Linked DNA regions of Triticum aestivum: region 2 is linked to region 1. The links are chromatin contacts, called in public Hi-C maps. All regions are on one chromosome and are shown on one strand. The core of a region is the stretch at or near the end of the contact, and the rest is flanking DNA. Distances in the headings are between cores, read along the strand shown.

Region 1 (4,135 bases), core at 221-2,720:
TGTATCCGGGAGTTGCATAATCTCATAGTCGGAGGAATTATGCATTTGACATGAAGAAAGTAATAGCAATAAAATTGAACGATCATTATGCTAAGCTAACAGATGGGTCTTGTCCATCACATCATTCTACTAATGATGTGACCCCGTTCATTAAATGACAACACATGTCTATGGTTAGGAAACTTAATCATCTTTGATTAACGAGCTACTCTAGTAGAGGCTTACTAGGGACACAGTATTTTGTCTATGTATTCACACATGTATCAAGTTTCCGGTTAATACAATTCTAGCATGAATAATAAACATTTATCATGAAGTAAGAAAATATAAAATAACAACTTTATTATTGCCTCTAGGGCATATTTCCTTCACTGTCCACGACACCGCGATGCCGGGGCAGGAGGCGGCCCACCTTGAGCGCTGGAAGGCGCAGTGGCTCGCCCAGGAGGAGGGCCACGGCGAGTGGCAGATGCGCTACGAGCAGCTGCTGAAACTCGACGTGGAGGCGCTGCGGCAGGAGGAGGAGGAGGAGCGTGCACGGCGAGCCGCAATGTCGCCGCCCCAGCAGATGCCGGAGGAGGCTGCCCTTGCAGCTTAACGAGTGACGTTCGGGTGGGCAGGCCCAGCTTCCGTCTTCATCGACCTCCCCGGCGATGGCGACGTCGACGTTAAGGGCAAGGGCAAGGCCGATGACGTCTAGGGCAGCGTGCAGGCGCGGACTTTTTTTTATGTTTTAATTAATGTTTAATTAGGTTTAAGTGGGCATTGGTCGGCGTTTGACCGGTCATTTATGTTTAATTATGTTTATTTCCGCGTGCTGTTTTTTTTCTGTTGCTATGCCAGCAGATTTGGGTCCGCCTCCCTTTGGGCAGTCAAACCGACCAATTTGAGAATACAGACCCACACGTCCGTCTGACCGATTCATACGGACGAAAAGTGGACAAGGAGCGCTTGTGTTTGGGTTGCCCCGTTGCTCTTACTTACGCAGGCACGGTTCCCGTGGGAACAAACCCTCTGATGTCTCCTCCCCTCTTGTTGCGTCTGTGGGGAGCAAGAGGGTGGTGTCATGCACGGACCTGGCTCAGGGGAGCAGCTGCTGGCAGTTGGGCAACAGATCCCTCTCTCTCTCTCTCTCCCATGACTCCCTTGGTATGCCCATGCAGCGATGATGCGCGGGGGCGATGCAGGGATTCTCTGCAGCACCAACTCTAGAGCAGATAGATGCCTGCTCCCGAGCTGGAATAATCTCAAATATGCATCACCATAAAGGAAGGGTCCTTGAGCTTATCCAGCTGCTCGATCGACCGATCATCACCCGGGACCCTTGGCTCGAGCTGGATTCGGTCCTCCCTCCCACCCACTCGCGCACTGCCTGGACTAGACACGCAACAAGTTGTAGCAAAAACGACAGTCGGTGCAGTGCAGTGCCCGTTTCGATCGCTGTCAGCCTCTCTAGCCCGCTAGCCTCCGGCCACTTTATCTAACTGTGGCGTGCAATCTGTAACAGTCCCGTTCCCCCCAGGCCGCTGGCTAGGCTAGGGCTAGCCAACCAACCAATTATCCTCTTTACAGTCAGATCGCAATGGAAAATATAATTGCGCCCGTTGGCCAGTGGCCTGTACCCATGGATCGACGCCGATCCAGACATGTCCCTACCCCGGCCAATAACCCAGGGAAGCCTCTCGAGTCGCCTGCAGAGGCAGATCGAGCGCGCTTTGGTTTTTCCTTGACCACCGCTCGCGGCGTGACGTGCCGACGACATGGGCACGGTGCTGCGCATGTCGGCATGGTCACCGCGGGCGACCGCGGACGTCGTCCCGCCGGAATACCCTGCTACTACTACGCTACAACGGATCGATCAGACGACGGAGTCGTCGTCGCCGGGGAGATCCCTATTCCAACGTAGGAGACACGGTCGATCGGCGCCCTGCTAGCTGTGTGGCACGAGTACGTGGTGACGGTGCAACTTGTTGCGCGAATCGAGCGCCCCGAAAGCAACATGCTTTGACATAATGCATGCCGGTCGAGAGGGCGGTGCTTGTTTTTCCAGGGTCAAACGAAAATGGGTGCTCACCTCAATGGGTCTAGACTTTCAAACCTTGACTCAACAATGAACATGCCACTGCTAGCTAGCTTGCAAACTGCATGACTGCCTGTCCGAGAAAACAACGATTTCTTCTGCGCCCCATGATGATTTGAGAGAGGAAAACCCGGAAATCTGAGCGTTGGTCGTGCATGCCTGAGGGTTACGCTGGCTGGCGCTGAACGCCACAGTGCCCACACGCACATATCCAGTGGTACGCATACGCCCGACCCTGCAGTGCAGTGCAGTGCAGCACAGCAGGGCCACTATAGCCATCGAGCCAGCCAGCCCGGCCGGCCATGTTGTTGGCGACGAGATGCATGGACGACAGGCTACGTCGCATCATTCACTCTGGGCCTCCCCTTTACCTGCACTGCATAGCACTGTTGCAGAGAGTGCATGCAAATCCCTGCCCTGCATGCTCACCCGGAGCGGAAGCCGAGCCCGTCCGATCGACCATGCACGCCAGGCAGCGGTGCTTCGCGCGAACGACGGGTCGACACGTATGCCCGCCGCTGGCCCCGCGCACAGGAAGACCAAGCGTGAAGCAAGCCCTGCCGCTGCAACAACCAGCACAACGGATGAGATTGGACCACCGGGCTGGCTGGCCGGTACAGAGGCAGCGGCAGGGCAAATATCCACCGCTCGTGAGCGAAAGACAGGGAGGCGCCCGCCCGGGAGCGTCAGATTCCGGTGTCCCGTGCCAGGGCGGGGCGGGGCGGGGCAGGGCAGCGCTCGTCGTCATCATCATGGTGGTGCTGCCTCCAACGACTTCGGCAACGAGCCAGCGTCATCCATCATTGCCGCCAAAAATGCATTCAAGGCGCATTACCAGTTCGGTCAAAACACGGCGGCTGAGATCACGCCATGCTTCGCTTCAGTGGGCAACAACTAATCCAGGGTCCAGCCATGTCCGTGCATTAACTCTCACGTTTCCATAGGCTCTCTTGGTGTAAGCGCGTTGCAAGCTTGACAGAAGGCAGATTGTGACCAGGAAATCCTACGTCATGGGATGTTCTTTTTTCTTCCTATTATCACATTTTTGTGACTGGTAGGTCTGGGCGAGCGTCCGTTTCACGGAGGCACGAGTTTGCGGCGACCATGTAAAAGCCGAGTGCTTTCAGGGGTAACTCGCATAGTAAGTACTGCTATGAGCTACGAGTCCATGACTGTACCAAGAGTTGAAAACTTTGTCATCTTAGGCTTGACACTGAAGCTTCAAAGATCGAACGTCTTGTTGCCGGAGATTCTCGTTCTCTTCCTTTGTGCTGAGCTGCTTGCAGAGCTGAGCCCTCAAGAAAACAGAGACACAAGATCGGCGTGGAAAGAAAGTCAAGACCCGTTCCGTTTGCCTTTACCACAGTCCTTTTTAACCTGATATAGTCATATTTACACATTTACGACAATGTAGGATAACTTCCAAGTGAAAAAGGAGGGTCACAAAAAAGGCACGGTGACAGGGTTTTTTTTTCTCGGAAAAACTTACAATCTATTCATCTTCAATCATAGCAGTACAACGAATACCAGAAATAAAAATTACATCCAGATTCGTAGACCATCTAGTGACGACTACAAGCACCGAAGCGAGCCGAAGGCGCGCCGCCGTCATCGCCCCTCCATCGTCGGAGCCGGGCACAACTTGTTGTAGTAGACAGTCGGGAAGTCGTCGTGCTAAGGCCCCATAGGACCAGCACCCCAGAACAGCAACCGCCGCCGATGAAAAATAACGTAGATCGGAAGGATCCAAACCGAAGACACACGAACGTAGACGAACAACGACGAGATTCGAGCAAACCGGTGACAGGTTTTTCTTAACATGGTACAGATACAGACACTCATACATACACACATATACTCATTATGAACATACCCACGCACACCCTACCCTTATGAGCGCCTCCAAGAGACTGAGCCACATCATCTTGAGATTGACGAAGTAGCCACAACGTCTTCGTAGTCGACGGGAACGTCTTCTCCCACTAAACACATATCGCTTCGCACCAATGTCAACTCTGAGACTTGAACTCCAGTAGGCAGGGGATACCACTGTCC
Region 2 (4,343 bases), core at 80-2,579, 730 kb before region 1:
TCACGAATAATTTGTGAATTGATAGAACATGTTTTAAATTCATGGATTTTTTTTGATATGGTTAACGTTTTGTTCTATTTCATTAATATTTTTCTATACATGAACATTTTTTGATTTCCTGAAGAAATTTTGGAAATCCTGTTTTTTTATGAATATGTCCACATTTTTTGAATCTGCAAAAATGTTATGATTCCTTGAACACTTTAAAGCAGATGGGCCGGTCCAAACGGGCACACTGGGCATCGTGGAGCTAGGGGTGCATGTTGTGGCTTCTCCCAACGGACATTCATGTTGTGCAAAAAAGTGCATTTCCTGTATTCGAACTTAGGTCGGTGCCTTCTTCTCTGAGTTTAGTTAACTACTAGAGCCAAGGGACATTCATGACAGAAAACAGTGACAACAGTATAAGAACAGCATGGCCAAGCTATTTATTTGCATAATACCCTCTGTTATATCACTTTTATTTTTGAATTATTCTGAAAAATGTCATGAATTTGAAAACACTCGTCATTTTTGAAGAAAAGTTCACAAACTCAAAAACATTCATCGATATTGAAAAAAGTTCGTGAAAATTTTTCATCCATTTTGAAAAAAGACCATCGAATTTGAAGAAATGTTCATCAAATTGGGAAAAACTTCATAAAATTTGAAAAACAATTCACCAGATTTTTAAAAAGTTCATCAAAGTTGAATAAGAGTTCATCAAATTAAAAAAAAGTTCATCAAATTTGAAAACAGTTATAGAATTTGAAAAAAGTCATCGAATCTGAAGCAAAAGTTCATCTATTTTGTGCGATGTAGAAAAAAAGTTCATCGAATTTGGAAAAAAGTTCATCGGATATGAAACAATTTCATCGAATTTGAAAAAAGTTTGTCGAATTTGAAAAAGTTCATCGAATTTGAAAAAAGGTCATCGAAGTTGAAATAAAGTTCATCAAATTTGAAAAAAGTTCATCATATTTGAAAAAAGTTCATAAAATTTTGATCAAATTTGAGAAAAAGTTCATCTCTTTTAAATTAAATCATAAATTTTTCGAAAGTTTGTAGAACCAGGAAGAAAAAAATACGAAAAAGGGGGAAAAGAAAACGGAAACGAAGACTACCAAGAAGAAAAGATAGGAATAGCGCAAAGTCTTCATGTGATGTTGATTGGCGGATTGGTTAGTGTGTAATACTGTGAACCAGGACGTCTTCAGTTCGAGTCATCGCGGGCGCTCTCTTTTGTGTTTTGAAAAAAAAAACAAATAGGCAGATGGGCTGGCCCAGCGCGGAGGGTGGGTGTGCGCCCGTTTGCGAGAACACCTATAACGGGCGCTTAAGGCGCCGAATAGGAACCAGCGTATAGGAGGTCCCAGTCCAGCCATCGGTAACTCACACTGTGGCGGAGCACGCAGGCTTCAGCCTGCTCGCTGCTCCGCAAGTTGGGTGGAGGGTGGGTAGTATTTCATCGCCTGGACCACGAACCACGCCTCGGTGTTATCGTTTGTTTTGTTGTTTTCTTTTAAATTTTCTCTTGATAATATATATTGAAATGTTCCCAAAAAATAGGCATTTTTATCTAATATTATATAGATGTACATAACGTATTCATCGGTCATCAGGTTTTTAAAAAATGTTCAAAGTGTACTTTAGAAAAATGTTTCACCATGTGTTAGAAAATGATCATCGTGTATTAAAAAAGTCTTTGCCATGTTTTACAAAAAATTAACCATGTGATTAACAAATATTCATAGTGAAATTAATAGGTATATGTTGATTATCTATTTTTTGTATATTTAAAATATGTTCCATTTTTAAAATAACGTATAGAAAATTGGTTATTTAATTTTGAAAAGTGCTCCCTGCTTTTAAATAAAACCTTGTGTATTATGGAAAATTGTTTTCACTGCTTAAAAAATATATCCTTGTATTTGTCAAACAATAAAGAAAGGAAAATAGGAAAAAAGAAACATAAAAGGATAACAATGGAAATAATTAAAGAAAAGGGGAAAAAATAAAGCAAAAACATACCAAGCTGGCTAAAAAAATCAGAGCCAAAAACATAGAAACCCAAATTAAGAAAAGTAATTTCATGAAACCATGTCTTTGCGTCCTGTTGTTGGGCCTAGGCCCATTTTGGAATGCAAGGGCGCCAGCGCGGTGTATATATATCTAGCAATAGGCGAGATATTTCTCAATGCCTAGCTGGGATCACATCCGCCTCAAGTATGGAGATCTATCTTGGATGGAAGAGACGCGCTCTCACATGGCATCATAAGGCGCATTGGGGAAGACGCAAATACCCGAGTTTGGGCTGCTGACAACTGGATACTGAGAGACTCGGTGATGAGGCCAGTAGCCTGTTTGGCCATCGATCCTCCAACTCTTGTCAATGAGTTGATTGATAGTACCTCGGCAACAGGGAGAGATGACAAGTTGCAGCAATTTTTATTCCCTTTGACATTCAAGCAATAAAGAACATACCACTTTGTATGACTCCGATGACAGATTTCTGGGCATGGCAATTTGAAAGAAAGGAGAATTCTCTGGTCTGCATACCGCTTGCTTGTCAACTTAAGAAACACCAATGATGATTTGCTAGGTCAGAGAGGGGCTACTTTAATGGTGTGGCAGAAGAGAGCTGTTGGACATCCCTATGGAACACTAAAGTTCCTGGCAAGATCAGGACTTTTTGTTGGAGATTGGCAAGGCATTATTTGCCATCAGAGGACGTGAAACAAGAAGGAAAATGTGTGACACAGATTCTTGCTAGTTGCGCAGAGCTATTGATTCCTGGAGGCACTCACTGATTGACTGTACCGTTTCGAGGTGTGTTTGGGTTCTAGGTGATGAAGAGTTAATTGACCTTATTGCAGAGACTTACGAACCCAGTGCGAAAAACTCGCTTTTTTAACATGATGGATGCATTATCACATGCGGACTTCATGAAAATGGCCATCATACTTTGGGCAGTTGGGACTGCACGTACAAAAGCTATTCATGAGTCAATTTTTCAAAGCTCAATGTCAACTCGCCTATTCATCGAAAAATTCATCGTTGAGTTGGATGCCTTGAATACACGGTCTAGTGCGGCCAATCCGGCGAGACACACACATGTAGTGAATGTGCAAAGAGCTTGAAAACCGCCTTTGATTGGCACGTTAAAATCCATGTAGATGGTGGCATGTTTCATGATGGGACTGTTGGAGTTGTTGTTGCAATTTGCATAAATGAACAAGGTCGGTACCTCATGTCTTCAACTACTGTTTCACCTGGTGTTAATAATCCAACAACTCTAGAGGCCATAGCATGCTGCGAGGCGTTGGCACTTGCGGCTGATCTATCTTTGGATCGTTTGGTAATTGCATGCGACTGCATACCAATTGTGGACGACGTCAAGAAGGGGTTGGGAGCCCCCCATATCACTATTGTGGAAGAATAAACGGGAGAAGAGTATGTTTTGCTAGCTGTGATTTTATGTTCAAAGGTCGAGCTTCAAATCAGGAGGAACATAATATTGTAAAATTTGGTGTGTCACTTCCTAAGGGTCGCCATGTGTGGCCTCTATCCCCTCATGACCCTTTTTGGATCCCGTTGAATATTGTTCAGTTTTAATAAACTTTGGGATCCCTAAAAAGCAATAGGCGAGATACAAACACAACGATCTATGGTGCAAAGGCATTTTCGAATCTAAGCGCCCTCGGAGTTCGGACACCGGAGATCTTATACCCCACTTTACACGACGATCATAGTCTCACCTTAATCAACCCGTTAGTGGGTCGGCCAAGTAGCATGCTCCTTCATTCCTTCATCTGTCAGTTTATTTTGTTCCCCTCAAAAAAAGTTTATTACATTGTTTTTCTTTTTGTTTATTTTTTATATTACAAAATAGGGATATTTACATTTATGCCCCTTATTTGCGCCCACTCTTAGATTTACCCCTAATTTTATGTGCTCAAATTTGCCCCTAAAAAGCATTTTAAGTCGCAGGAATGCCCTTCCATCTGGTCAAAGTTGTTTGACCAAAACTTTAAAAATTCATAGCAAATTCATACGAAGTCAAAAAAATACAAATAAGATATCAAAATGTTCATAAAAACATCACCTATACGCGCATGTCATTTACGTTCCTCACCTACATGTGCACTTATTTGAATTCACCCTAAATTGTTTTTTAATGTTATAAACCCTAAAAAGCTTTAAAGAGTGCTTTTGTCATGAACGTAAATGACATGTGCATATAGGTGTTGTTTTTATGAGCATTTTGATATCTTATCTTGCGTTCTTCTAAGTTCATATGAATTTGTTACGAATTTTCAAAGTTTTGGTCAAACAACTTTGACCAGCTGGAAGGGCATTCCTGT

The links. A called contact is a pair of places that touch in the nucleus more often than the background predicts.
Region 2: a Hi-C map of leaf shows a contact between it and region 1, with 3 times the contacts expected there. The contact joins two enhancer-like sites. A contact is called at or near these places in 1 of 5 Hi-C or Micro-C datasets (leaf) and 1 of 1 datasets of contacts at active chromatin or transcription factors (leaf).

Annotation. Positions count from the first base shown.
Region 1 is chr2B:605,666,101-605,670,235 of IWGSC CS RefSeq v2.1, reverse strand. No RefSeq gene overlaps it. Among protein-coding and RNA genes, the nearest start is that of LOC123046262, 330 kb to the right of the region's middle. Within about 2 kb of position 1,470, at least 6 of the 8 cell types and tissues checked have an H3K27ac peak or open chromatin away from gene starts, as enhancers often do. A contact at or near this core is called in leaf, where this site is marked.
Region 2 is chr2B:606,400,312-606,404,654 of IWGSC CS RefSeq v2.1, reverse strand. No RefSeq gene overlaps it. Among protein-coding and RNA genes, the nearest start is that of LOC123046265, 34 kb to the left of the region's middle. Within about 2 kb of position 1,329, at least 4 of the 8 cell types and tissues checked have an H3K27ac peak or open chromatin away from gene starts, as enhancers often do. A contact at or near this core is called in leaf, where this site is marked.